Regions from separate parts of the Mus musculus genome. Here regions 1, 2, 3, 4 and 5 are each linked to region 6. Evidence: chromatin contacts called from public HiChIP or PLAC-seq and promoter capture Hi-C data. All regions are on one chromosome and are shown on one strand. Each heading gives the region's core, a stretch centred on a gene start, on an enhancer-like site or on the middle of the called end of the contact. The rest is flanking DNA. Distances are from core to core; before and after follow the strand shown.

The links. Promoter capture Hi-C pulls out the DNA fragments that hold promoters and counts their contacts. HiChIP or PLAC-seq counts read pairs in DNA pulled down with a chosen protein or histone mark.
Region 1: a contact with region 6 is called in a promoter capture Hi-C map of pre-B cells, with 3 times the contacts expected there. The contact joins the promoter of Rnf126 here to the promoter of Sumo3 in region 6. A contact is called at or near these places in 5 of 39 promoter capture datasets (the C10 cell line, cranial neural crest, liver and 1 more) and 1 of 9 other capture datasets (liver).
Region 2: a promoter capture Hi-C map of liver shows a contact between it and region 6, with 4 times the contacts expected there. The contact joins the promoter of Ggt1 here to the promoter of Sumo3 in region 6.
Region 3: a contact with region 6 is called in a promoter capture Hi-C map of hippocampal neurons, with 3 times the contacts expected there. The contact joins the promoter of Palm here to the promoter of Sumo3 in region 6. A contact is called at or near these places in 6 of 39 promoter capture datasets (the HPC-7 cell line, cranial neural crest, frontonasal cranial neural crest and 3 more) and 1 of 115 datasets of contacts at active chromatin or transcription factors (large pre-B cells).
Region 4: a promoter capture Hi-C map of the HPC-7 cell line shows a contact between it and region 6. The contact joins the promoter of Tpgs1 here to the promoter of Sumo3 in region 6. A contact is called at or near these places in 8 of 39 promoter capture datasets (the C10 cell line, the HPC-7 cell line, HPC-7-derived erythroid cells and 6 more) and 1 of 115 datasets of contacts at active chromatin or transcription factors (astrocytes).
Region 5: a contact with region 6 is called in an H3K27ac HiChIP or PLAC-seq map of bone marrow-derived dendritic cells, with 7 times the contacts expected there. The contact joins the promoter of Gucd1 here to the promoter of Sumo3 in region 6. A contact is called at or near these places in 5 of 39 promoter capture datasets (the C10 cell line, embryonic stem cells, liver and 1 more), 1 of 484 Hi-C or Micro-C datasets (B cells), 2 of 115 datasets of contacts at active chromatin or transcription factors (astrocytes and bone marrow-derived dendritic cells) and 2 of 9 other capture datasets (adipose tissue and liver).

The regions. Positions count from the first base shown.
Region 1 is chr10:79,764,033-79,768,481 of GRCm38.p6, reverse strand. Rnf126 (ring finger protein 126) reads left to right here and starts at 1,530. Exons shown (of 9, transcript NM_144528.3): 1 at 1,530-1,729. The coding sequence starts at 1,655.
Region 2 is chr10:75,562,309-75,566,855 of GRCm38.p6, reverse strand. Ggt1 (gamma-glutamyltransferase 1) reads right to left here and starts at 2,724. Exons shown (of 15, transcript NM_001379537.1): 1 at 2,598-2,724; 2 at 1,951-2,035.
Region 3 is chr10:79,791,398-79,795,792 of GRCm38.p6, reverse strand. Palm (paralemmin) reads right to left here and starts at 2,221. Exons shown (of 9, transcript NM_023128.4): 1 at 2,053-2,221. The coding sequence starts at 2,057. It also overlaps a transcript of Prss57 not described here.
Region 4 is chr10:79,667,880-79,672,807 of GRCm38.p6, reverse strand. It overlaps Tpgs1 (tubulin polyglutamylase complex subunit 1), which reads right to left and starts at 3,369. Exons shown (of 2, transcript NM_148934.3): 1 at 3,025-3,369. The coding sequence starts at 3,362. It overlaps Madcam1 (mucosal vascular addressin cell adhesion molecule 1), which reads right to left. Exons shown (of 5, transcript NM_013591.3): 5 at 4,266-4,571. The coding sequence ends at 4,441.
Region 5 is chr10:75,515,049-75,519,550 of GRCm38.p6, reverse strand. Gucd1 (guanylyl cyclase domain containing 1) reads left to right here and starts at 2,170. Exons shown (of 6, transcript NM_175133.2): 1 at 2,170-2,397. The coding sequence starts at 2,355. Snrpd3 (small nuclear ribonucleoprotein D3) reads right to left here and starts at 1,509. Exons shown (of 4, transcript NM_026095.4): 1 at 1,426-1,509; 2 at 91-237. The coding sequence starts at 216.
Region 6 is chr10:77,604,018-77,608,852 of GRCm38.p6, reverse strand. It overlaps Sumo3 (small ubiquitin-like modifier 3), which reads right to left and starts at 2,756. Exons shown (of 4, transcript NM_019929.4): 1 at 2,512-2,756. The coding sequence starts at 2,532.

The sequences.
Region 1 (4,449 bases), core at 281-2,780, 2.2 Mb before region 6:
CTTCAAAACTCTGCTTGCAATGTACCCTCCTCACCCCCAGGAAGTCATTCTTGTGTCATCAGAGATATCCAAGGTCAGTTTAGAGTCCAAGCCTCCCCCCTGCCTTATGGTGCTGGAGTGTTTGTGTGCATTTCATAGACGCTAGATGAATGTTGAACGAATAAGTAAATAAATACAGGAACTAACCTCAGAAACATTCTGGGCCTAGCCTAGAAGACGACGCAGGCTTCATTCACTCCTGAAGAGTCACACGGGGTGCCTGCGGGCTAGAGGATCCTCCTTCTACCAGAGAATGCATCCCTTCTTCATCCTTATCTCGGGTGTTTGTGGAACACCTGATGTGTATCGTCCAGACATGATACTCCCTTCTGCCCGGCACTGTTTTTACAGATTATCAGGTGTACATAAGTGTATGTAGGAGGGCTGTAGAGACCGCGTGAAAAGGCAACATTGCAGCCGAGACTCCGGAGTTTGGGGGACCAAGCACTTGGAGGCACAGGCAGTGCAGTGCAAGCAAATATCCACAGGCAAGCTTGTCTGGAAGGCTAAATGAGGGGAAGGAAGCTGGGAAATGAGGGCTTGATGGTTCGAAGAAGAGGAGGAGTCTCTTAGGCCCCGTCCCTCACTTTTTTTTTTTTTTTTTTTTTAGGGATAGCCCTAACAACTTAAGCCATTGGCAAGGCAACCAAGTCCCGCCCCTCAAGGACTCCAACTTCGCGACTGTACTTGGCTTTCCGAGGCCTCTACATCCAATCCCGTATGCCGGAGAAACTCAGCCCTGTCGACTACATCCCCGCTCTGGAGATAGTCACCCGCCTTCAGGCTTGCCCATCCTCGTTGCCAAGGAGACGGCCCCCGCAAGCTTGGAGCTCCGCCTCCAGGCTCACGCCAAATTCCTAGGCGGATTCCAGGATTGGTCCCGTCGCTGTCTCGTCACCATGGAAACCCGGCCCCGCCCTGCGCAGGCTCAGCCTGCGGACCCTAAAGCTTTCCAGTTGCCTACAGGTTATAACCTACCCCAGGTTGCCAAAGAGACATCCCGGGCCCCCACGAAGGCCCCGCCCTTTGGTCGCGGAGGCTTCCCCGAGGCCCTGTCCCACGCAGGTTGCCAAAAAGTCTTCTCCCCCACGTAGCCCCGCCGCTCGCTGGCCCCCCATCTCTGACTTCTTCTGCTTCCATGTCTGACTTCACCTCCTAAAGTCATCGCCAAGGCGACCCGCCTTCGCGCTGTCCCTGGACTTCCGCACTCTTCAAGCGTGACTCCGCCCTTCCACCCCCAAGTGCCAAGCCCTCTAGACTCCGCCCACACCAGATAGGCCACGCCCCCAAGATGCTCTGCAGTCTTGACCCTCACCTCCGTCCCGGTTACTAAGGAGACTAGGCTCCGCCGCTTCGCCCCCAGGCTCCGCCCCACACACTGGACCCAGGTCTCTGGCTTCCGGAAATACTTATTTTGTCCTAGTGCGGCCACCGTTCTCCACGAGTCAGCCCCCCGCAGCGCGTTGCCCGCGTTTCTCCGCGAGCCCCACGCCTGCCGTGCGTGCCGTGCGTGCCATGCGTGAGCGTGCGCGGGCGCGTCGGCCGGCGAGGGAGCAGCAAACGGCCGGCGGCAGGCGCCGCGCGGGGGGCGGGCGGCGCGGAGGCGGCGGTGGCCATGGCCGAGGCGTCGCCGCAGCCCGGACGGTACTTCTGCCACTGCTGCTCGGTAGAGATCGTGCCGCGCCTGCCGGTGAGACCTGGGCGGGAGGGCCGTGGAGCTGTGCGCGCGAAGCTGGCTAGAGGGGAAATTGAGACCCGGCGGGGTGCGAGCAGCGTGGCGGGCAGGTCCAAGAACCTAGGGCGGCGGCGGGGTCGCCCGAGGGACGCAGGCTTGGTCGGACCCGGTGGGGCTCGGAAGCTGAGCTCCGCGCTGGGGACGGCCGCCGAGCGCGTGGCCAGGACGCGGGGGCGCGCGGCGCGGCCTCGAGCGCCGCCCCGGGCCTCGCTGCTGCGCCCAGAGGAGCTGCGAATCCGACGGCGGAGCTGGAGGGTCTGGGAAGGTCGTACCTGCACCTCCTTGCCTGTTACAGGCCTTGTGCTAAGGCTTCAGTGTGGCTTTGACCAGTTGCATCCCCCGGTCCCCACCTGGTTGTCCCCTGGCCTCCTGCTTCTTCCTCGTAGCTTTGGACATATCTATCCTGAGGACCCTGCTTGGGTGTCCTGCATCTTTTCCGGTTCAAGGTGGTTTTGTCCAGGTGCATGCCAGGGATCCTGCAAGTTTCTTGAGAGTGACTTTGACTAGGCTGGTATCCCCAGGCCTCCTCTCCCAGGACAGAACCTCCCACCTTCCAGGCATCCCTTGTTTCATACCCAGGTTTGAGGCTCGCTCCTGGAAAGGTGATCGCTCAGTACTTGCAACCTACCGTGGCCTTTCCAGGCCAAGCGTGGAGCCTGCTCCTGCCCTTCGAGGTGGAAGCCTGGGTGGGTCCTTGAAGAAGTAGTAGCTAGTTTGGTGTAAGCCAATCTACCATTGCGGAGAAGGTGGTGGAGTAATTAGCCAGAGTCTGTCAGGGTGACGACGGGGTGGGTGGTAAGAGGTGCTGTAGTTCCTTCTGGTCTCTGCACTCTCCCTCTGGATGGTGACACCATGACATTCTTCAGGGCGATTAACTCCAAGAATTCAGGTGGTGGCATACACCTTTTATTTCAGCACTTGGGAGGCAGAGGCAGGCCGATGTCTGAGTTTGAGGCCAACTGTTAGTTCCAGGACAGACAGGAACCCTGTCTAGGAAGGGGGGCAGCTTGGAGAGAGTGGTATGTGGGGTGCCAGGTGAACCTGGAACATAGGAATTGATTGTTATTTCTACTTGTGTTTCCTGTGCCTCAGCCTTGCCTCCCCAGATCTGCCTTGACGCCCCTGGACTGGGGACTATGCTGCCCCTTGGCACCATTGTGAGCTCTGGGAACTGTTTTCTGTAAGGAGATGGCCAGACCCAGGTGTACACCTAGCTGTCAGGTTTCCTTACTGGGACCAGAGCAGCACCAGGTTCTGGCTCAGTGCCCTTGAATAAGGAGGACCCTGACCTCTCAACTGCCACTGTGCCTGGCACGAGCCTACCTGTAAGCCCCAGTGACCCAGCATGGTCTTTGTTCTTACAGGGTTTGTATAGGCCAGCCAGTCAGGGAGTGACAAGTGTTTAAACAGAGCATGGGGGATGTTTTGTTTTGTTTCTCCAGACAGGGTTTCTCTGTGTAACAGCTCTGGCTGTCCTGGGACTCACTCTGTAGACCAGGCTGGCCTTGAATTCACAGAGATCTGCTTGCCTCTGCCTCTCAAGTACTGAGATTAAAGGCGTGTTCCGCCACCACCTGACCGGCATGGGTGGTTTTTGTATGAGCAGCTAGTGTGGGACAGGGAGCAGGGGCAGGTCTGTGGGTTCAGTGAGACTTGCCATGGCCCACACTCCAGAATAGGCCGTCCTATGCGGTGTTAGTTTCAGCTGCCTCTCAGACACCTGAGTTAACCGCCAGAGACACCCAGTTCCAGTGGTGGCATCTTCGCAGGCCCTGTGCTACCTCTTGCTGCTTTGCTCTAAGGTCAGATGGGTCTCAGCACAGGGTCGATTGTCAGCTGTAGCCCGAGCACAACCTTGGTGTATCAGCTGCCCATTGTGCTGCTCTCCCCAGACAAGTGAGCAGGGTTCTAATGCAGTGGCTCACAACTTTCCTAGTGCTGGGACACTTTAATACAGTTCCTCATGTGGTGACCCCAACTATACAATTATTTTGTTGCTACGTCGTATCTATAATTACGATACTGTTATAAATTGTAATGTAAATATATCTTACTAGCAGATTATCTGATACGGAACCCCTGTGAAAAAATCCTTCAACCCCAGAGAGGTTGTGGTCCACAGGTTGAGAACAGCTGTTCTAATAGGTAGCTTGTGCCTGTGCGGCTATGGCTGCAGCAGTGGCAGAGCTTCAGAGCTTCAGGGTGTTGGGAAGATGGCTTGTCTGGGAACGTGTCAGCAGGAAACAGATGAGTTGGCGAGAGGTGTGGGCAATGCGAGCCTAGACTTGATCGTCTGCTGGGTGTGTTGGTGGAGGCCATGTGATGTACAGGTGTGGACTCGGGGTGTCCATGGGCAGGCACCTGCAGCCTGCCTCCTTGTTTTACCTGCTCATGGGTCCAGGGAAGCAGATAAGGGAAGCCGATGCCTGCTGCTTGTGTGAGCACAGTGCCTGGCATGGGATCAAGCATGAGAGGTCCTGGCCTGGGTCCTGGGCAGAGACACTCCACAGACAGGGTCCCCGGCATAGTGGAGGTGTTCAGAGGGCAAGGCCATGTGCCGAGCAAAGTGATACATAGGCTGGCGAGACGGGTAGTGGCTGGCTTCTGGAGATATGTCACACAAACATGACCAAGGATGACGATTTTACACTAGGAGCCTTGGGCAGGGAGCTGGG
Region 2 (4,547 bases), core at 1,475-3,974, 2.0 Mb after region 6:
AAAAAGAGGGGGGCTGGAGGTTAAGAGCACTGACTGCTCTTCTGAAGGTCCTGAGTTCAAATCCCAGCAACCACAAGGTGGCTCACAACCATCTGTAACAAGATCTGACGCCCTCTTCTGGAGTGTCTGAAGACATCTACAATGTACTTACATTTAATTAAAAAAAAAATCTTTAAAAGAGAGAGAGAGAGAGACTGGCTACACTGGCTGCTCCTCCAGAGGACCCAGGTTCGAGTCTCATCACTTGCAAGGTAGCCCACAACTGTCTGTAACTCCAGTTTCAGGAGGTCTGATGCTCTATTCTGTCTGTCCTCCGGGGGCACCAGGCACACAAGCAGGCTACCGGCACACATACAAGCGGAAACACCACACACAGAAAATAAAAAACACACAGTGCTTTTGGCGGGGTGGGGAGGCCAGGGCCTAGAGAGGGAGCAGATGTTATGATGGGAGCCAGAGGAAAGGGTCAGAACTAGAGCTGAGACCAAACTGAGGTAGGAAGAAACCTGTAAGCTTAGAGGCTGGAGCTGGAGACTTCCTGAAGAGGCAGCTTCGGACAAGTCATGGGTGGTGTGGAGGAGGTCTCTTGACTTCCCTTGGCCTCACCCTTGAACTCTTAAGGTGTCAGGGCTGGAAAAGCCTACGTGCCTAGACCTTGAAAGTTCGGCTAGTCTGGACTTTGAGAACCCTGTGAGGCTGGTGAATATATCACCATGCTGGGTAACCCATTAACCCCGGCTTGCTCATTAAGACCCTTGCGGGTGTCTCTTTGCTCCTTGGTTTGCTCTGGGGAACTGGGCAGAGGGCAGCTGTGAGAAGGGGTGTTGGTGTGGACACTGGCCCAGCGGGGGCTCTCTGTGTGTTTAATTTCTGCAAGAGCTTTTGCTGGACAGTGTGGCCTAGGGCGGGGCTACACCACCTGCTCCTTTCATCTTAAGGTCACTCCTCTTTTAGGAGTTCATGCCCTGGGGGGACCTTGGCCAGGCAGGAGACTTAGGAACACATTTAGGGGGTGGCTTGGGGAATTACTCCAGCTCCCCTGCAGAGAAGTGGGTTCACAGTGGTCCCCAAGGCACTTCCTGTTTCAAAGGGCTTATCTTCCCGCACTCCATCTTAGAAAACCCGGTCCTAGTAAAGCCAGACTTGAGCTGTCAGTACCGGAAACCAAATGCTGGAGGGTTGCAGCTTAGTGGGTTGGGGAGGGGTTCAGCCAACCACTTCCTGAAACTCTCTTCGTACAGTCCAACCACACCCCATGGTAGTACTGACTTACCTGAATGTCAGGAAGCTCTGGGCAGGGCTTGAACCCCCAGTGGGTAAGGTTCACAGCTGAGGTCGATAGTCTAAACCTCAGAAGTCAGTTCAAGTAATTGAGATGGGTGGGTCCTTCCCTCCCCACACTCCGGTTCTCTTGGGACAGGATCTCCCTCCCCACCCTGAAAGCCAGCAACCCTGAGACTCCCCTGGTAAACTGGTGGGATGAAACTGACTTCAAATCCAAAGTCACAACAGCTTAATGAACGTGAGGATCACAGATTCTCAACCTTCCCTCTGATTTTCCAACACCCTAGAAAAGTCCACCCTTGGGGGGAGTTCTTCATCTCTAAAAGCAGCTGGCAAGTTCTCCCCTAGCGTCGAGCCCCAGCTTGTGACTCCTTCGGCTCATTTTGGATGGGTCTGGTCTCAGACCCTTCTAATCATCCCAGGCCACAGATCACAGATGCAGGGGACACCCATGCCCTGTGACTACCTGCATAGAGTGCCTGACCACACATAGACCACAATGACCAGACAGAAGAATCCGTAAATGGGCCACTGTTACCCAACGGTGTTGAGGAAGTACTCTCTGAATGACCACACCACAGCAAGGTCAGATTTTCTGCCTTCTGCCCCCCCCCCCCGCAAGCCTGGCTTTTTGGTGCTGCCCGTTCACCCCATCCCAGTACTCGCCTTTGGTGTGAGTGGAGCCTGTACTTAGCCAAGCGCGTGGGCCTCCGGGATGGTCAGCTTGTTAATTCCTGGGAGCATTCAGCATCTGGTGAGTGAAGTCCAACTCCAGAATTCATCAGCAGAATAACAGAAATGTGCACCCCATAGCTCCCGGTTTCATGCCTGACCTCCCTGAGAGCTGGGGACCTGGGAAACCTTCCCTTTCTGGCCTTGGTTTCCTCTCCAGAGAGGATCAAGGGAGCTTGAGGACTGGATGAAACAGACAGACTTCAGAAGGCTCCAGAGCTCTTCAAAGCCTCAGTGTTAGCCTGGCTCTGACTCCCAGCTCTGCAGTCACTTCTGCCCCCCTTCCTGCCCGCCCCCCTTCTCAGGTGGCATTTATTGTATCACCTGGTAATTATCTGTGCTGTCTGGCATCTCTAGGGGGGGCTGGGAGGGAAGCCCTGTCTTACCCATGTCCTGGTCTCCTCACTCCCGCCCCTACCATCACATGCCACAGTCTGCAGGAAAGCCAACTAACTCACTTGTGTCTCACAGCCTCCTGGACCACAAGGCAAGCAAGCACACCTGTCCACCCACAACCTCCCTGCGACTTAATTGGTACCTAAACCGCCCAACAATTTCCCTACACTCCGTCCTCAGCTTACCCAGAGCTCCCTTCCTCTTTACATCTTCCATGCTGAGCTATATCACATTGCACATAGAGTCCAAGTCTGAGCCACCCGCTGTGTCAGATGCCCAAGGTCAACAAGTCCTAACCTGAGCTAAGCAACTACCTTCCACAAACCTCTACCAGCCACAGAAGCCAGAGTCCAGCCCTTCAGAAGCCACCCCCTGCCTCTTCACTGGTCCCTTCCAATTGGTGTTATCTGTGACCTCCTCCAAGCCACACCTAGTACCCTCCCCCACCACTCCTATCACCTGGTGACGCTTGCTCACCAGTGGTTTGCAAGGCTGCTGTTACCTTAATGGAACATTTTCCTCTCCCGCTGGAAAACCCTTCAAAGGCCCCCATTTGCCCTGCAGAGAAATTCTTGCCTTGCTGGTGCCTGCCCCTGCCCTTTCTCTGCCCTCAATGCTCCTGCCAGGACATTTTACAGGCTAAAGTCGTCTTCCTTCAGACTCCGCTAACTTATGACACCTCCCAAAATCTTTCTTGGCTCCCAATTCTGAGGAAGTCTAGGCTGCATGCACAGTGCCCAGTCCTGAATGGATCGATGCTGAGGAGTGAATGGTTAGGCTCACTGTAAAGTAAGAAAGAGGGGCTAGGTGTGGCCCAAAGGTAGAACGATCGCCAAGCATGCCAAAGATCCTGGACTCAAATATCAGCACTGATAGGAGAAGAAAAATGTCACAGAAGATTAATCACGTTAAAGAATAAAGGCGCACTTATGCAACACTATGCTATGCCAGTCTCTAATCCTATAATGCCATCGCCATTTTACAGACAAGGAAACCGAGGGTTTCAGAGGCTTCTGTGGTGTCTTGTTTTTTTTTCCCCCTTCCACCAAGTTCATGCCCACTAGGGAGAGCTCAGAGTGTGACCTTATTTAGAAACAGAGTCTTCACAAGGTAATTAGTTCGGATGAGATCATACTGGATTAGGGTAGGCCCTAAATACAGTAATTAGTGGTCTTACAAGATGGCCGGTTGGGTAGTCGCACAGGGAAGACAGCCATGTGGAGTAGGAAGCTGAGGTCAGCGCGACACAAGTACAAGCCAAACAGCCTCAAGGATTGCCAGGAAGCTCAGAAGGAGGGGAGGCAAGGAAGGATATGGCCCCATAGTCCTGGGGGCAGTGGGGGAGAGGTGGGGAGCACGGCTCTGCTTACATTAGATTTCAGGCTCCCAATAACCGGGACTTGCTGTTTTAAGCCATTGAACTTGGGGCGCCAGGTTGAAACCATCACAGGACCCTACTTTGTCTATGGCTACACACTCGGCCAAGAGCAACACAGGGAACGGAAAGCCTCTTGCCGCCTTTCCTTCTGGGGAAACTCCGTCTGCAGGCAGAAGACCCATTCCTGACAGAGTAAGCTCAGGGAAATGGTCTCCACGGAGGATCTATCTGCCTCCTTCCTCCCAGAGAAGGTTTCAAAACCATTCGGTGGCTGGGCGTGGCAGGTCAAATCTACTTTGGAAGTAGATAGAGGAAGATCAGGAGTTCAAGGTCATTACCAGCTAAGTAACTGAAACCAGCCTAGGCTATGTGAGACTATCCCAAACAAACAAACAAACAAACAAACAAGGAACAACAAACAACAGAGACTGAGTCCTAGTCACGATTACCAGGAAGCTGGAGATGACCTGATTACAGATGACCTGGCCGAATTAACAGCCTTGAGTTGGTTTGAGTTTGGGCTTTCTGACTGTGTGAAAGAGACCAATGGTGGAGCTGGTTCAGTTCCATACCCTTCTGTATGTAGCCTTCCACCATACTTGCCAGGCACTCATATCTTGGCTTCCTCTCCACGCCTGATGGGTTACCTCACGAGTAGTGAAGGTCTCAGAACAACTGAGCTATAACTGCTGCCCATAACTTATCCACAAACAGTTCCCACGTGGGGCCTTATATGTCCCCACCAAGACCTGAAGTC
Region 3 (4,395 bases), core at 972-3,471, 2.2 Mb before region 6:
TACTTTCTTTTTTTTTCTTTCTCTCTCTCTCTCTTTTTTTTTTTTTTTTTTGGTTTTTCGAGACAAGGTTTCTCTGTATAGCCCTGGCTGTCCTGGAACTCACTTTGTAGACCAGGCTGGCCTCGAACTCAGAAATCCGCTGGCCTCTGCTAGGATTAAAGGCGTGCGCCACCACGCCCAGCATTACTTTCTTAAAATTTAAAATGCTTTTTGCTGTTGTTTAGCTAGGGTTTTTCTATGTAACCCTGGCTGACCTGGAACGCACAGAGACCACACACACACACACACACACACAGACGACCTTTAAAATGCAGCACGAGCATCCTCTTTCTGCTAGCCTTTGCAACCATCTCATGTTCTGGGCCATGAAGTTCATCAAAGGAATGAGTTGCAGTGAGTTTAGCCCTTGTGGAAAAGGATTGTGGTGGAAGTCAGGTGTCCAAGACTGGCCTGGTCGGTCCAGATGGCATTCACCCCACCTGGTGTCAACTGGAAACCTAAGAGAGGTTTTCTCTCATTCTCAGCTACTGTAAGAGATAGACTGCCACCCAGGGAGAGCCTTTCAGCAGGTGCTAAGGGCCTCTGGGTATGCTGTGTGGCTCTGGGCTATCATCTAGTCCCCTCTGAGCCTTAGGATCCCCAGTGGGAAAAAAGGCTAGAAGAACAGGAAACAATAGGGGGCCTAACCAGAAACAACCCTTTCATCTGCTGTTCTGGGTGGGAGGTTCTGTCACCTGCCCACTGACCACAGCCACACCCCACACCCGGGCCTGGCCCCCCACTGTCAGAGGCTCTCTTGGGCCAGGCCAGCAGAACAGATAAACAAGCCAGGGGATGTGGGGCAGGCAAGTGCAGGCCCTGGCTCCCCTGAGCCCCTGGCTGGGCTCCCGGGGCAGGGCGGAGGAGCAGCCAGGCCTTTGTCTGGGCTTTCTGAAGTAAAGGACGCCAGGGCTGGGTGTCAGCCTTCTTGGCCAGGGAAGGATGTGACAGCTCCCACCCATCGGAGGGTGTGGCGGGTCACGGGTTAATCCCAAGAGGAAAGTTGTCTTGCACAAAACACACCCAGAGAGGGAAGGGCAGGGGGAGCGGTCACCAGCCAAGTCGGGCTGGCCAGACTGCTCTGTCCCAGCCCTGGCTTCGGTAAGGACAGGCTCCCTGTGTGGGATGCCCCAAGACACCAAGCAGGCAGATTTGTGACCTAGAAGATGTTTTCCTACCACCAGGCTTGTCAAGCACCCCTAGACCACCTATCTTTCCCACCTGTGGGAGTAAGGGGCTTGGGGGACACCCTCACGTTGCCCAGAGCGGGCTGCATGCCTGAACGGGCCCCGGTGCGTATGAAATCTTCCACTGCCCATCGCTTCGCAAACCCACACAAACAGACCCCAGCTCACTCAGACTAGGTTTGGGGACTGGGTTCCACCATCATTTTCAACCTCAGTCAGCCACTCCTTTGAGTCACACCATCTGGTCCCCGCTTTTTCTGGGAAGGGGGAGGGGATACTCTTAGAGGGAAAGGGGGAAATCTGATTAAAGCTTCTGTCAGGGAACCGCCCGCCTAGCTCTCCACAGAAATCTACCTCTCCAGCCAGTGGCAACTCAGGACATCTAAGGGGTCGGAATTGGTTTGGCCAAGAGGCTGCGGACCCAGAAGAGGCCACGAGGAGGGCAGAGCGCAGGAAGGACCGACAGAAGCGCCAGGAGCAGCAAGCCGAAGCTGGGGGAGGGGAAGCGGGGAGCACCCAGCCTCTTGAGTAAGGGTCCCATTACTTCCGAAGTCCCGCAGCCTCTTGGGGGGGGGGCGCCCACCCACAGGTGGCCCAGCTTGGATAAAGGGTCTTGCGCGCGCGTGGGCCTCTCTCCTTTGCATCCTGCAAGAGATGTGTGGTGCAACCCAGGTGCCCCCCCCTCCAGCTTGATTGGGGACCAGGCCTGGAGTGCGCGGCCCAGCTCGATCCTTCCCTTTTGCAGCTGGGCACGGTCTCCCCGCGTCGCCTCTAGGTTCCCCGTTGGGGGCCTGGGGCGTCAGAGCGCGCGCGGCCGGGTACTCACTCCATCTCCCGCGAGGTCCGTGGGCGGTGCAGCGCGGGGCAGGGCCGACTCTAGGGCCTGGCGGCCGGGGCTGTGCGGCGCGGGGGCGGCACCGGGGCGGGCATCGTCCCCAGCGCGCCGGGTATTGTCCGGGCGCGGCCGGGTGGGCTCGTGTGCGCGCCGCCTCTGCGCGTTCCCTGTATCCCTCGCGCCCGCGCGCGCCTCCTGCTGGCCGCAGACGCTCCGCACCGCGCAGCTGCACCCCAAAACGTCGCAGAGATCCCGGACCCAGTCACCCTGAGTTCTCCATGGAATGAAAGGAGTCCTGATATAGTTTAGGGCCCCAAGTCGGACCCCCGACCCGCGAGAGAGCCACAGCAGCAGCTCTTGAGGGGGTTCAGTTCCTGCACGAGGCCCAGCCTGGGCCAATGGCTGGATATGGTTTACTGAACTCAGGAGTTTAGTCAGCCCTGTGATGCTGCCAGACTGAGCAAAGGGGTATTGGGTGAACTTAGACTTTGTTCCCAGGGCACTGGAGAGCCACAGTAAGAAAGACATAGGGCCTGTCTCCCTCAGAGAGTGCACCATGTGACTTTCTGCCTGGACTGCAGCTCCTTGGCCTTAGACACTCACTGGGCCTTGGGGCAGCGCAGGGAGAGTGAGTCACAAAATTCGCTTCTCTGATAGAGTCGTTGTCCTTTGGTTTGGTTTTGGAGACTGTATGCTCACTTTGTGTGCACGTGGAGGTCCCAGGACATCTTCCACTGCCTTCCTGCCAAGCCACCCACTTTCCCTTGGACTTCTTTTGAAATTATGTAGACTAATATGTAGACTAGGCTGTCCTGAAAGTACCCACTGCCTTAGCCAGGCCTGCACCACCACACCTATCTTCCCTGGGTTTGGATCTGGGCTCACCGGTATAGTGGTGTGTGATTCTGTGTCTGTTTCTCAGCCTTTTCACCTCTCTGCCCATCCCACCTCCTCAGATGCTAGAGGGCTAACGGTGTCGTCTCACCTGGACACACTGAGGGTCAGGCGAACTTTTCAGATAAAAGGCCAGATAGTAAACACTGCCAGCATTGTTGGCCAGGTGGTTTGTGTTGCAAGGACAGTACACTTATCATGAACACCAGAGGAGCTGGAGGAGATCTGTGAAGTGGTTCTGTGTCAATAAAACTTTATCAACATTGATGGGCTCTATGCTGTGTGTCAATAAAACTTTACTGACAAAGACAGGCTGAATGCTATATTTTGCTGAGCCTGCATTATTAGATGCTCAGACTGACAGCTGGTATCTTCCATGTTCCTGGACCACTGTCTTTTCAGTCAAAAGAGAATGACTGAGTTCTTACTGTATGCTCTGGGGATTCAGGACACTATCTTTGTCTCCTAAGCAAGTGAGTTAAGATTTAGGGCTGGTGAGATGGCTCAGTGGGTAAGAGCACCCGACTGCTCTTCTGAAGGTCAGGAGTTCAAATCCCAGCAACCACATGGTGGCTTACAACCATCCGAAACAAGATCTGACTCCCTCTTCTGGAGTGTCTGAGGACAGCTACAGTGTACTTACATATAATAAATAAATAAATCTTTAAAAAAAAAAAAAGATTTGAAGTGCTGGGCTGGAGCAATGGCTCAGTAGTTAAAACTGCTCTTCCAGAGGTCTTGAGTTCAATTCCCAGCAACCACATGGTGGCTCACAACTATCTGTAATGGGATCTGACGCCCTCTTCTGGTGTGTCTGAAGACAGTGACAATGTACTCACATAGGTAAAATAAATAAATCTTTAAAAAAATATTTAAAGAATTATTTATTTTAAAAAGAAGATTTGAAGCGTTTTCTGTGCAAGCAGTGGTCTGTGTTTAATCCCTACCCACATGGTGGCATGCTCAACATGGTGGTAAGCTCAACACTGGGGAAGGGGAGACACAAGCATTCTGGGGTTCCCTGGCCATCCGTCATAGCACAAGGCAAGTTTGAGGCCAGGGAGAGATCCTGCCCTAGAAAATCAGATAGATGGTAAGGAAGGAGAGCTGGGGCTGCTCTCCATGCCCCACTCGCATGTGCTTACACTGCACACAGAACATGCATACAAGCAAAATCAAGTATTAAAAAGTAAGGGATGCTGGAGTTGGGCATGGTGACACATGCCGAGTCTCCCTGACCACAAGTGCCAGGCCCACCTGGGCTACCTAGGGAGACCAATGTGTATGTGTGTATGTATTGATATGTATTTTTAAAGTTATGGGCTGGAGAGATAGCTCAATGGTTAAGAGCACTGGCTGCTCTTCCAGAGGTCCTGAGTTCAAATCCCAGCAACCACATGGTGGCTCACAACCATCTGTAATGGGATATGATGCCCTCTT
Region 4 (4,928 bases), core at 2,120-4,619, 2.1 Mb before region 6:
TGCGCAGTGGGAGCCTCTCCCCCACCCTTTCTTTCTTTTGGGACAGGGTCTCTTTGTGTAGCCCTGGCTATCCTGGAACTGCTCCGTAGACCAGGCTGGCCTTGAACTCTCAGAATCTGCCTGCCTCTGCCTCCACAGTGCTGAGACTAAAGGCTTGTGTCCCCCGTCCTGCCAGTGGCTTTCCCTGGGGCAGGCTGGGATGACCTATGGGTGAACATACTCCTGTTCCAAGTCTTTACACTCAGGGAGCTCCCGGCAAGGATGCTGACAGCACCCTGCAGTGTCTGGAGTGTCTCACAAGGAATGGCTCGTGGCACAGGGGAGCTCAGGCTGACTAGTCTTTCAATATGACCGGCCAGAAACTCAACTCTTTTAAGTCACATAGTTTTGCTTGGTCAAAAGAGTCCTAAGAGAGTCATGAAAATGACTCCCTTACAGCTTTGGGACAGTAGAGTCAGTGTCTCTCTCCTGCCACCATCATCAGCATGGTAGCTAGGAAGGTTTGCAGGGGCTGCAGCCTGAGGGTGTAACTCCTGGCTTGGCCTCTAGTGGCCACGTCTCCAGCCATCTTCGGGTTGAACAATAACCCTAAGTGGCTCTCACAGGCTGGCAGGGAGGTGACTGGTGAGGGCATCATGGCTGTGGCCTATGGAGACCTGGGAGGGACTCCCCCCAGCTCTGATGCTCTGGTGGCCTCACAAACTCAGGCTCTCAGGTCTTGAGAATTGGACTGGCTACTGCTGGCAGGCCTCAGTGGTGGGGTTGCCATGTGTGCAGGCTTCAGGCCGAGCACTGCACAGGGACCCACTCTCTCCATACACATCACTCACAGGGTGTTAGGTGGGGAACAGTGGTTTTCCCTGGGGAAGAAAGAGCCTAGCTCTGTGAGCCATCAGACAGATGGGGCTGTGGCTTCTAGGGTAATTCCCAGATGCATCTCTAAGGATTCCACCTGCCTGCTGGCTCCCCCCCACCCCCCCGCCCTTTGCTCTCCTATGTGGCTGACAGTTAGTGATATAACACTAGTTCCTGGGGTGAGTGTGGGGCATTGGGCTATACACAGACAGGCTAGTCTTCAGTAGAGCTGAGGTCTGAACCCCGGAATGGTCATAATTCACCTACATGACATGGTAGGTGTTCCCTCGTGCTCCTGGAACTCTGGCTCCTGTCTAAGTTACCACCCCCTCACAGCCCCACAAGAGAAGCATGGCTAAGAAGTCACGTAGGCAATGGCCCAAGCTTCTGACCTTGGCTAAACTCCTCCGCAGTTACCTAGCAACAGTAAAGACCATAAAAGGGGCTGTTAGGCCCCTCCTCACCTCTCTCTTACCCCTCACTCTCACCCTCTCCTCCCTCCTCTCTCTTACTCTTTCTCCCTGCCTTTCTACAATAAAGCTCTAAAACCACAGTCTCTGCTCATCAAGATCCGCTGCACTCACTCTCGGCCGGTGTGGGAACCTCTCTTCCCCTTTCCCTCTCTCCTATAACCCTGGGGCCTGTTTAGAGAAGTAGCCCCGGGGCTCCCAGGTTGGGCTGCCCCTTGTCCACCCCCCCCCCCAAAGAGTACGTCAGAGGCTTGGATGCCCACCTGGGGCTGAGTGGAAAGAGTCTGGTAGCCCTCTCACGTCTGCCTGACCAGAGCATAGGTGGAACTCTGGCGGGACGTGGGTCTTTCCTCCCTCTCTTCCCCAGGGTCCCTTTTTAGTTCCCACAGGTGAGTAATGGCCCCAAGTTTGGGTCCACACAGAACCTCAGAATATGGTAAACACACAGCTTTCAGCTGGTTAAAATGAGGCCTTGCCAGAGGATGGCAGGTAAGGATCCAGTGACTGGCACAGAAACCAGGTAGTGAAGGACACAGAGACCTGGTGACATGATCACAAAGCTTGCCCCAGATCCTCAGGTGAGGCTGACTTCAACTCACAGAAAACACTTCTATTTTAAATCCCTAGGTTCATTGCTCTTCATCCCTGGGAGAATTCCGGATGCCCCCAGTAAGCAGTTTGTTCCTCCCCTGGGCACCTCACGGTGTGGTCTTGTGTGCGTATTCTCTGCTGATACCTTCAGTCTCCCACTCACATACCCCAATGCTGTCCTAGCTGAAGACTGTCCGTCTACATTCTCGCTGGTTTTCTCCCTTTGTGCCTGTACCCCTCCCCTCTAGCCACATGGGCCCGCCATGCTCCACCCTTCCCTTCTTGGCTACCATCTTGGATACTGAGCCCCTTCCCTCTGGTGCAGAGATGTCTGGTCTGCTCAGCTGGAAATGTATGATCTCTGGACTTTCACTTCCCTAGGGAAGGCCTGAGCTACTGTTGCCCAACGTCTTCCTCCTTGCGGCCCCCTCCCCTGCTCTCCTCCCTGAGTCTTCCTCCAAGCACCCTTTGGAAAGCCACTCCCATGCTGAGACCCTCAGGCATTTGGTCACCCCCTGGCTGATGATGCCCTACTGATCAGCTTCCCTCATCCACTATGCAATGAAAAAGCGTCCTTAGTCGTCACCTACACTGGAACTACTCCCACTGCGGAGCTCCCTGCAGGGTTCACGTCAGGCTCTAGACCAGCCTGTGCTCTGCGTGTGCATCTAAGGAACTTCTGTCTGGGGCCTGGGGCCTGAGTACACAGGCTGTCCATCTCCTGGACAAGCACCACACTATTTATACTACCTTGCTGGGCTTCTTGACCTCCCAAAACCCTTGGCTGCGAGGGCAAAATGGACTCGGGTTCAAAAGCAACCTCCTCCAGGCCGTAATCACCTGGAAGCTCATGCAATAGATGGACGATGGATTACAACCCCCAGCACTTCCTACCCGGACCACAATATCCAGTACACCCCGCGCACACTGCAGGCGAAATCGATGCGAGGCGTGCCGAGAACCTTAAACCTGCCTCAAGCCGACCAGACCCGGGAAAAGAGGAAAGACCACTACTCCCGGAAACGCCCCGCGCCGGCGGCGAGTTGCTCCCGCGCGGGGCCTGTCGGGAATTGTAGTTCTGGTACCCCCGTCCGCCATCGGTCCGCACCTCTGCGAGTGGTGAGCCAGGCGAAGGTGCCACAGCGCGCGGCCCAGGCGCTGTTGCTGCAGGAGGAGCTGGCCCGGGGGCTCCCCGGCGCCTCCGTTGGTCGGCGAGCGTAGACCCATGTTCTCGAAGTAGTGCGCCAAGAAGGCGATGGGCTCCTCGGGCCGGATCTCCAGCACCTTTAGGAGGGCTGCGCGCAGCATCTCCGTCACGCCGAGCTGCCGTAGGAAGTCCTCCTCGCTCTCAGCGGCCGCCGCCGCCTGAGACACCGACGTCCGGCCACTGTCCGGGAAATTGGCCGCTGGTGCTACTGCCGGCCGCCGTTTCTCCACTGCCGCCATCTTTGTTGGGGGCAGCGGGACCGGAAGCGCCGCCATAATTCACGGCGCGATGAGGCGCCTTCCCTCGACGACCATTTTTGTTAAGGGCAGAGGCAGCGGCCCCCCTCTCTGAGAATCTCGATAGTAACAAGCGCAAGCGACCTTTTCCCCCTGTGCCCCTGGCTTTCTCTGTGTGCGTTTTCCTGCTACTCCATGACTGCATCTTCTAGCTTCGGTCTGGAATTGTGAGCTTGCCAGACTTCAAAATGGTCCCCCAGGAAGGGCTTGGTTTCTGGCTTGAAGCGCGATACCTTGCCATCTTGGTAGTGGGCAAGTCTTCCTAAGCATGGTCTCCTAGCAACCAGGCACCCTGGGTACCAGATAAACCCCGCAAAGCTCACCAGGAATCTAGGGCTGAAAGCGGAGTTCAAACCGTTTTCTGCGTTTGCTCCCAGACTCGGCCTGGGCTCTCCCGGGTTTTTGGCCTCACTTAGTCTCCTTCCGAGCGTTAAGGTGCCTGAGCGGAGTTGTCACCAGATTCCTTCCTTTCCCAGACTGTTACCATTTCTGACCACCAGAGGGGGGTGCTCTCTTTGCAATTCTGAACTGCTGTGGCTTTCTAGTATCCTCGCATGTCCCTTTTCTGTGTTATCTTTGGCTCTTTATCTACTGACATACTTTTTATTCCCTTGTCTGGCATCCATACCGCTCTTCGTGTTTTCCCAGGTTACCCCCCAAGTACTTTTTCTAAGCCACTGGATATCTCCTTAGTTACTCTTGTTAAATGCAGGCATTTCCCAGCCTAGTATCCTGTTGCTCGACCTACCAAAGAAAACTGGGATGTGTGACTGTCTCCAGGGACTCTGGCTGTAGGGATAGGTGATGTACAAAGCCTTCCTATTCACAGTACGAAAGAATATGCCAGTGGCTAGATACGGGGCTTTTATTTAGCTCTGGGCCAGCAGGCAGAAAAGCCCAGAAGTCAGGAGAAACTTATAGATGTGCTGACCACCAAGGAAAGAGGCCACACTATCATCTTGATGCCCCAAATCCTGCAGCTGGTCACTCTCTGCCTCCTTTAGTCTGGCATAATGGAGCTTCATAGGTGTGTACATGAGCTAGTGTCTGGGCGAGGACCTGGCCGGTAGCATTTCCACAGGCGGTAGGCAAGGAAGACCAGTGCAAGCAGCCCCAGCACCAAGCTGCCAATCCATAGGACGACGGTGGAGGCTGAAAGAGTAGGAAGAGAAAGGCTGCCATCAGTCCCAGTGCCTGTGGGCTCCACAGAGGGAACATACATAGGCCCTTACAGTTTAAAAGTGGACTTAACTAGCCAGCCTCTACTTGGGTAGAAAACAGCCACCCAACCAGACATACTCAAAGACAGCATGGAAGAATGAATCTACTTAAAGGGAAGCTTTTGTTTCTAAATTACGGTCTCACTCTGTAGCTTAGGCTGACATTGACCCTTCTTCTTCTACAGCTCAAGTACTTAGATCATAGCTTGTGTGCCATCGTGCCCAGCTTAGTTCTGTTTTGTTTTGTTTTGTTTTGTTTTGTTTTGTTTTTTGTCTGTTTTGTTTTGAT
Region 5 (4,502 bases), core at 921-3,420, 2.1 Mb after region 6:
GAATAACTTCATTAAGACCTCCAAGTACACCGCTCTACCCACAGGATAGAAGCCACAGCCCTTTCCCAGCCCTGGTGCCAAGCAGGATACCTGACAGTTCATGTTGTCCTCTGCTTCAATGAGCTTCCCTCGGTATACTTCCCCGGTGTTGGTCTCACACGTCACTATGTGGCCTTCAGCCTCGTGCAAGACTTTAATCGGCACACCAATAGACATCTTGGCAGGACTCTTCCCGGGCTACAGGGAAAGAGAGACGATGGTCATCTTTCAGAGCTTAAGGACTGGCACGCCATGGGCTTTGTAAATGATGTCAAGAGCTGCGTTTCCTGTGGAAGGAGTGTGGCTCTTGGCCTCAAGGAACCACCACAGCAAATTAGCGCAACACGTAGGGTAGGGAAGGATGGTAAGCTGGACAATGAAAAGTAATGGGAACAAAGAGTACTACCCCCATTCTCATCCCAGCCATATGACCCTTTATAGTCACTAAAAGGGCTATGATATAGACCCGGAGTGTAAACAAATCACTGTTTACATGGAGTTAAATAAAATGCAAATAAAAGCAAACTCAGTCTTTCAGTCACACCAGAAATATCCCAAGTAGTCAGCCACCACATTTGGATAAAGGCTACAGAACCTAATAGTACATATAGACCTGAGCCCCAAGGAAGCTAGGAAAAAGAGCTTGCGCTTTTCAATCCAGCGTTTTGAATCCCCACCAAAAAGCAGACCAAAACTGTCAAGGCTACGGTGCTATAAATAGGAAATGTTCATCAAGCAGAGAAATAGGGTAAACGCTCGACTTTAAGTCTCACTACAAGACAAAGACTATGCACAGGGCTTTTAAAATGCTGAGATTGGAAACGACTCAAAACCGGAGCACACCATTTATTTGCATGAGAAGACTGTAAGGATGCTAAACACAGTCTCTCTCTCTCGGTGAGGAACCACGGCTTTCAACTTTAGGAGTGTGGGTTTCCATGCTGAAAATGGTAGGGAAACACTGCAGGATGATAGCCAAAGGTTCAAAAAAAAAAGAGTAGCATCTACAAAGTGGATCGAACATATAGCACGGCAACTTGATTAAACTTCTGCAGCAGCGTGGAAAAGAGGGCCACTGCAGGAATGGGAGTGGAGGCAGGGATGAAAGGGACGTTGTAAATGATGATCCAAAAGGAAAGGAGGTAATTAGCAAGAAATGACTGCCCGTAAGCTTCGGAAATCGGTGACCTGAGAAGGCACCGAACGTGCAGACTAGGCGTAAATTAATAACTGTTCAAGGGTTCGGGAGATGAGCTTTGGATAGGCCCTGGCTTCCCGCCCTCCGCTAAGCAAGCCCCGCTGAGCTCCTCCGCAGCGGCCCTTCCAGCTCCTAAACCCCCTGGGGAAGCCCTGGCCTCCTCTCTCCCGTTAGCCGCCTCTCCTCACCAATTAACTGCAGGCTTTATTTTTTTTCCGGTTCTGGCACAAACGTTAGAAGGCGAAGGCGAGAGAACGACCGGCCCGACTCTCACGAATACCACGCGCTCCCAGAATGCCTTGCGCAGGCCCCTCCCTTTCCTTTAAGCCTACTTGCCCTTCACTCTCACTTAGCCGGCTGGGGAAACCAGGGCTCTAGCACAATAGTTCCGGCACCGGAGAGGGCCCGGGGGACCGCCGGAAACACCAATCCTGGAGCCCAACAAGGGAACATGGTAACCCTGAGTACTGTAGTGGCGGATTGGGCGGGATCTGGGCTTGAGCCCAGTGCTCTGGGGAGACAGGAAGTGAGGCTTGGACTAGAGATTTAAGCTTTGGATCCGGCCACCGGCAGGTAAGGGACGCACTGAGCCCTGGGAACTCTCATTATTCCTTGTCTGGGTAAGAAGACCTAAAAGGAGTCGGGAAAGTGTTCCCTGGAGTCTCGATAAGGCACTGCGGAGAACCAGAGCTTCCATCTGAGGCTGCAGAAGAACAGACCTAGCGGAGGGAGAGCGTGGGGAGCCCACGTCGCTAGGGGAAGGGCTTTGGGGGCGGGGCTCGGGGAGGGGCGGGGCTCGGGGAGGGGGAGGGGCCCCCGGAGCGTTTCAGGGAAGGACCTACGGGTAGCGGGTTCTGGAAGGAGAAGTGGGGGTGGAAGGGAAGAGGCGTGGCTTATGGAAGGGGCGGGTTTCCAGCGCCCAGACCTGGAAGGGATTAGGCGTGGCTTGAGGCGGCCTAGCCACCGCCTACCCGGCTCTGAACCGCGGTGGCGGCGGCGGCGGCGGAGGCGGAGGAGGAGGAACTCTGCGCTCACTGGCCGCGCTCGCTGCCCAGCAGAAGTCGCCGCTGCAATCAGCTCCAGGCCGGGGCCATGGGCGCCCTGCGCCATCCGGGTCATGAGGACGGAGGCAGAGGCAGCGGGGCAGCCGCTCGAGCCCGGTCAGTGCCTCTCTTCAGGGCCTTGCCTTCAACCGGGGGAACGGAGGGGGACTCCGCCCTAGAGCCGGGCAGGGTCTGGCCGCGCGCGACCTTGGGTCGTCTGCGGCCTCAGCCCAGCCTGGAGCTTCTAGTGGGTCCTAGCTAGGTGGATATTCCTTCTCATCTCCTGTCCTCCACTTAGGGTCGTTCCTGAGTCTCCTGGGGCTTGAAGCCCAGGGAGTGCTGAGAGCCGTCAAGTGGAAAAGTCCAAGGGGCAAAAAGGCACAACCTTGTCCAGAATCGAATAGCCCTGCTTGAAGCACGTTGGGTGATCCTATTCCCCGGGGAACTGTGGAAAGCCTGAGGCCGAGAAAGAGGGGGAAAGAATGGCTTGAGAGCTCTCAGCAAAGGGGCGGGAAAGAGGGGGAAAAGAATGGCCTGGGAGCACCCAGCAAAGGGAACATCTTTTTCTCAGCGCTTTTTGTCTTGGTACTGTTTTGGTTACTCGCTTACTGGTTCCCTCTGCCCTGAGGAAACCCGAGCCCCTTTGCTTACTCACGAAGTGGGGACAGCGGGAAGTTATGGTGGAGCTTAACACACAAGAGTTGATATTAATAAACTGTAAACAGTTGAGGTGCCATCTCAGGGGAGGGGTCAAAGGTTATGGGACCCAAACCCTTTAGTGTCAGTTGGCATCACGTTCAGGGAGTGGTTCCTTCTGGTTGTAACCTGGAGGAGCTGAGCTTGGACCTGTACTGGGATTACATATTTACTTCTCCAGTTAGCCACCGCTGTGAACTTTGACTAGATCATTGCCCCTATCTTAGCCTCAGCAGATAATGGCTCACTTGTGTAGGGTGACTAAGAGGTAGATGCAGTGTTAAGGTGTTTATAGATAGCATAGAATTAATCTTCATAAATCCCAGTGAAGTAGGTGACCGCTGCTTTCAGTACCTTTTGAGGTGAGCAGACAGGCTGAGAGGGTTAAAGAACCAGGAAGAGCTGTCTGTCTGCTTTCTCTTGTGGCAACCAGACAGCTGAAGCTAGGTCAGGGCTTTCTCCAAAGCAGACCCTAGGTTTCAGGTAGAGGACTGTCTTGGCTTAAGGCATCAATATCCAAAGCAGTTTTGGGCTCTGAATGCCAAAGCTGTTATCAGGACAAACACCAAGGCTGCTTCTACCCTTATCACCTCGCCCCAGAAAGCATCTTCCCTGTGCTAAGCAAGATCAGGATAGTTAAGCAGGGATGTTTGCCTTGTGAGGCCTCAGGATGTAGGGCTTCTAAGGTTCAGTGAAAGAGGAGAGACACCGGAGTCTCTTAGGACCCTGAGGAGCAACTGTCCTATACCACAGTTTAGAGGGCATAGTTCAACTAATTAGAAGCAGAGCTCAGGCCACAGAGTAAGGAGGCAGCCTCCAACAGAGGGTTGTGATCTGGAGGCCTAGAACTGATGGGCACTTGTAGTGACAAGCAGATATTTCAAAGGGTAGACAGAGCTTTCAAAAACCAAAATCAACCCAAAACCTTTTCAGCAGTGTAAGTGGGGAGGCTAAGGAAGCCCTGGCCCTACATGCCCATGGCAGAAACACGAGTGAACACAGAGGATTTGGATATTAGAGATGAGAAAGCAACATTCCAGACCAAAGGTTAGATAAAAACAAAACCTGGCTAGCAATCAGCCTGAGTAGATCAGAGCCATTTACAGCCTCAGTAAGGGTTCTGAAAAGGGAAGACACCCATCTTGATAGAGCCACACCCTGCAGAGAGTTTTCCTCTGGCGTATTTTGAGAGAACTGTTTTAGCATATAAGTCCCTGGAGACCAAGGTTTATGTCACCTCAATAAGTGTGATTTTTTTTTCCATTCCTTTCTTTTTTTTTTTTTTTAATTTGTAGCACTAGGGATTGAACCTAGGTCTTAGACAGTGCTAGACAAGGGCTACACCCCAGCCTCAGGTGTAACAGTGAGTACTAAGCATCAGACACTAGGCCAGGAAACAGCTAACAAGACGAGCCAGTCCCCCGCTGTCTTCATCCATTCGTACAGCTGAGAAACTTATAAGCACTAGGAATTTATTTTCTCACAGTTCTGGGGGCTGAGAATTCTAAGACCAAGATGCTTGCAAG
Region 6 (4,835 bases), core at 1,507-4,006:
TCCTATTACGCAGTGGCAGTTTTTATATAATCATGATACACGCAAGCTGCTGGGCAAAGGCACAGTCAGCGCTTCTTGTTGCCTGGAAACACATTTTGAACAAAAAGTTTGTTCTGGGCCAATTTGGATTGTTCAGTTCGAAAAGGAACTCCTCTTGTTGTTCGGCCCGTGGGATGCTTATTTTAGCCACAGTGGATGAAAGAATTCATGGCAACTTCTTAACCTTCATTATTATTATTTTAATGTGTATCAGTATTTTGCCTGCATGTATGTCTGTGAATCACATGTAGGCAGTGCCCAAGGAGGCCAGAGAAGGTGCCAGAGCCTCTAGGAGTGGAGTTACAGATGTTTGTCAGCAGTAACATGGGTGCTGGGACTTGAACCAGGTCCTCTTAAAGAATGGCCCATGATCCTAACTGCTGTCTTTCCAGCCTTGGGAATCATTAATTAATTAGCTAATTAATATCTTATATGTACTGGTGTTTTGCCCGCATGTATGTCAATGTGAGGGTGTCAGATCTTGGGGTTACAGACAGTTGTGAGCTGCCATGTGGGTGCTGGGAATTGAACCCTGGTCCTCTGGAGAGCAGCCAGTGCTCTTAACCGCTAAGCTGTCTCTCCAGCTCTCGAGAACCATTTATTTCTAGGAAACAGATCCCTTGCTCTACTTGCAGATCAAGCTTTTTCCCTGTCCTCACGCCAGCCTTCTTTTCCCCCACGGTTCCACAGAGCATGCTCCATGGAAGCACCCTGCTTCCCAGGGGTGTCCTCAGCAACATTTTTATTCCCGGAGAGAGAGGTAGACTAGTGTCAGGAAGCTCGGGTGCAGGGTGCAGAAAGCAACCTGCCCTGCACTGGGTCCTAACAGCTTTAGGTAGGAGCATGGCTCCTTCTAGTCTGAGAAATGGTTCGGCAGGAGAGAGGCTCCATCAAGAACCTGAAGGCACACCTTGAGGCATCATCCCTTCCCCTTCCCCTGCCCACTCACTCCCAGGACACCAGTGACACAGCAGCACTGTCCACAGAGCTTGCCCCCTTCTCCAAAGGGTGGCATCCAATATGAGAAAAAGTAAAGTCCGCTAGTGAGAAGCATGAATCACTCCAGGTCCCAAGATGCTGACTTCTAACCCGGTTCCCGAAAGGATGTGTGTGTTCAAAAACAGAGACAGAGGTGAAAGGCCTCAGGCTTGCTTCCCTCCAACGGAAGGATGCCTGGCTGGGCTCTGGCCTGGAGTTCTCTAATTAGCAAGTAAATACAGAAGAAGGAGGGCTTACTCAGCACACTGACTGCCAACACCTGACACCCGGGAGCTCCTGGGTATAGGTGGAGGCCAGCATGAGCTACACAGGGAAACATTCAGGAGACAGAAACAGGAAGATCTCTTTTGAGTTTGAAGTCAGCCTGGTCTTAAACTCCAGGACAGCTTGGACCACAAAGGAACCTTGTCTAAAAAAAAAGGGGGGGGGGCCGCTGTGGGGGTGTGGAGAGAGTAAGTAACTCACTGGTAGAGCATCTGCCTAGTGGACAACAGCCCCTGGGCTGCGTCACCAAAATATAACATATAACCCTCTGTCTCCACTAACCCGAGGCAGAAGGCATGGCCACTCCAGTACACACCAGGCATTCACTTCCTGCCTAACCGCACCAAAAGGTTACAACTCTTGTTGTAGTTACCAGCTACAAAATATAATAAAGTAAGTTGTCTACTCTTGGCACAGGGCGAACAGGTGCTCATTCAATATCCGGGATGGTGCAGGCAGGACCCAAGGCTGAGCTGAAATTAAAGGTAAGGACCTCGCAGGCAAGATATTTCTGGGCTCGGCTGCTGAGCATGGTACCATGGCATTAGTCCAGATGCTTGCCCTGCTCCTGGGGTCTCTCACCTGAGCCAACACAGTGGTCATCTCCAGGCCAGTCAAGAGCACAGAATGCCAGGCTCCAACGTTTATCTCCCGTTGGATAAAACTGCCCCCAGCAGGGCAGGTGAGTGTGGGAAAACTGTTCAATTTGAAATGGGCAACCCTGGCCTTCCCACGCACCAACTGCCGAGACCACGGCGATGGAGTGGAAGGGCATGCGGCCGGGCGAACATTGGAAGCCCGGAGCGGCCAGCCTTGCTCTTACTCCGGTGCAGCTCTCACGAGCGCCCGCTGAGCCTCACGCGCAGCACCACGCGTGCAACTGTGCGCACGGCACGCGAAAGGATGGCCGCGTCAGGGAGTGAGGCCCTTGCGAACCAAGAACCAGCACCCAAGTTCCGGGTTCTCGAGCCGTGGGCGGGGCTACACCCGGGGCGGGGCTACCCCGGAGGCGGAGCCTTGGTGTGGCGGGAGGCACAGCCGGGGGTGGGGCTAGCGCGCTGCCCGGGGCGGAGTGCAATGCTGGTGGGGGAGGGGCGCGGGTCGGTGGGGGAGGGGCGCTGAGGCTCGGGCGCGGCCCCGCGGGCCCTTTTTGCGCGCGGCCCGGCCTGCGTTCCGCGGAATCTGCTGCGGCTTGCGTACCGGGCTTACCTTGGGCTTCTCTTCCGACATGGTTGCGCAGCGACGGCGGCGGCAAGCGCAGCGGGAACCGGTGGCACTGGAGCGGGCGAGTCACGCTCTCTGCCCCGCCGCTCTCCCGCCGCAACTGTCGCGGGGCCGCGCTTTATCCCTAAATCCCGGCGCGCTGGTTGGTCGCGCGGAGTCACGTGGTCGGGCGCGTGCACGAGGCGCGCGCCCCGCGCCGCGGGTGCGCGCTGGCCAGCCGCGATTCAGGACGGTTGCGAATGCGTCACGGGGCGGGTCAGGCGCCCGGGTGCGCGCAGAGCCCCGGGGACGCGCGACTCAAGGTCCTAGGCCCAGAGACCCCGGATGTGGGTGCAAGACTGCGCGTCCACGCAGGGAGGCACGGGAGGAGTGGGGGCGCTGTGTGCTAGGTCAGGACCCAGAGGAACGTTTTGGCCCAACCAGTAGCCTCTTCACCACCCACATTTGGGGACTTTTTCTTATATGCAGGCTGCATTTGGGTAAGAGAGGGCAAAGAAACTCAGGCTAACCCTTTCAGGTGGTCCGGAAGACGAATAAGGAGGTTACCAGGCATGGTTTATGGACCACACACTCCTGGAACAGGCCTCTGGCCTTTAATTTGAATGTCACAGGAGGGCTCATGTCTAGAAAAGGCATCCTTTGAGGACACAGAGGATGGCTTCTGTTGGCCCAGAAAGCCAGCACATGCTCCCATTTCATCTTTTTTCATTTGATTTCCTGGATGGGGTGGACCAGCCTCCACAAGGGCCATTCCCAAGATGGCTCTCCAGAAGGACAAGCTCTTCCCCTTCATTCTCACTATCTAGCTGCCTTTCTCCCTCCTTACGTAGTCCCAAAGTAACCACTAGGTGGCTTGGGTGGGTGAGAGTGACAGGCACAGAAAGCTTCCCTTCTGACCTACCATTTGCTGTTTCTGGAATGCTATTGTGGACACTAATAACCCATTTTACACAGCACACCAAGATGCCTAGAAGTTTAATAACATGCCCAAGGAGTCAACTAGATAAGCAAAACAAGGGAAGCTTGAGCTGGAAGATCCATCGGGAGCCCTGGCTAAGGGGTCAAGAGTGTCCTTTCCTTGTATCTTGGCGTGAGTTTTTAGAATGCAGCCCACAGGCCCTCTGTGTCTGTCTGCTAACACCTGCAAATCAGGCCAGTCAGGGCTGACACAGTCACCCACAGTCGTCTCAGGAAGGTGTTGATTGGCCGTGTTCCAGGACCACACAGCAGCCTCCAGAGAAGTGGCGCTCTGTTTGACAGAAGTATGTTTCTGTTCCAAGGAAGGGCCAGCAGACAAGTATCCCCACTTCCTGGTAATACTGCAAAGCTACTAAGCCAAGTGTCTGTGAAGCCAACCTTTTTTAGCCTTTCCCCTGTACACATGACCTTTCTTCGAGAAGTTTGTCAAGGTCTTCCACAAGGACGCATTTGGAACTCATCCCACACCCAGACCAGACCAAGGTATGGATTTTCCTCAAATACAGATCATGGTCATCCTTAGCTGAACATATCTCTGGAATGTCCAGCTCAGACTGTGTAACTGGGAGACAGGACTCCAGAAACCAGGCTGACTGAAGCAGTTGTTGGAGATCAGAGCACACCTTCCCTCCACTATTAGCTGTGAGTGACTCGGGGCAGGCAGTGTTCAGACCACAGTGTACCACCAGCTCTAAGATGCCAAGCATTATAAAGTGTTGTATTAACAGTTTATAGGATACAAGAATCAAACCTGAGGGTCTGTGGCTGAGGGCATCTGTTACCAAGTGATCGGAGAACAACACGTGCAGCACAGGATGGATGAACTCGGCACCTACGTGAGCTGCAGCAAGAAACAGCCACACTGCGATCCATTCACACCATATGATGACCCATTCACACACTGAAAGCCTACCATTATGCAAAGTGAACAACCGGTAACAGGAAGATGCTCACTCGTGTGTATTTCAAAGCCTGTTCTTAAGATATGTGTATGTCTATGTCTATGTCTATGTGTATATGTAAACAGAACACTCCGTTTTCCCAAAGGACCTGAGTTTGGATCTCAGCGCCCCTTCTCCAGGACGTCTGGCACCCTCTTCTGGCCTCTATAGGTACTGCACTCACACACACCTACCCATACACAGAACACATACACACACCTTTTTTTTTTTAATGTTGTAAGGAGGCCCCTTGGGCATGGATGAGACCTTAGCATGACTTTGGTTACCTGAGAAGAGTGGCTTGCCTTGCATGGGGCATCCCAGCCTGCCTTCATACAGCAGACCCAGACACCCCATAATAAGCTGAGGTTCCACACACACCTAGTCACA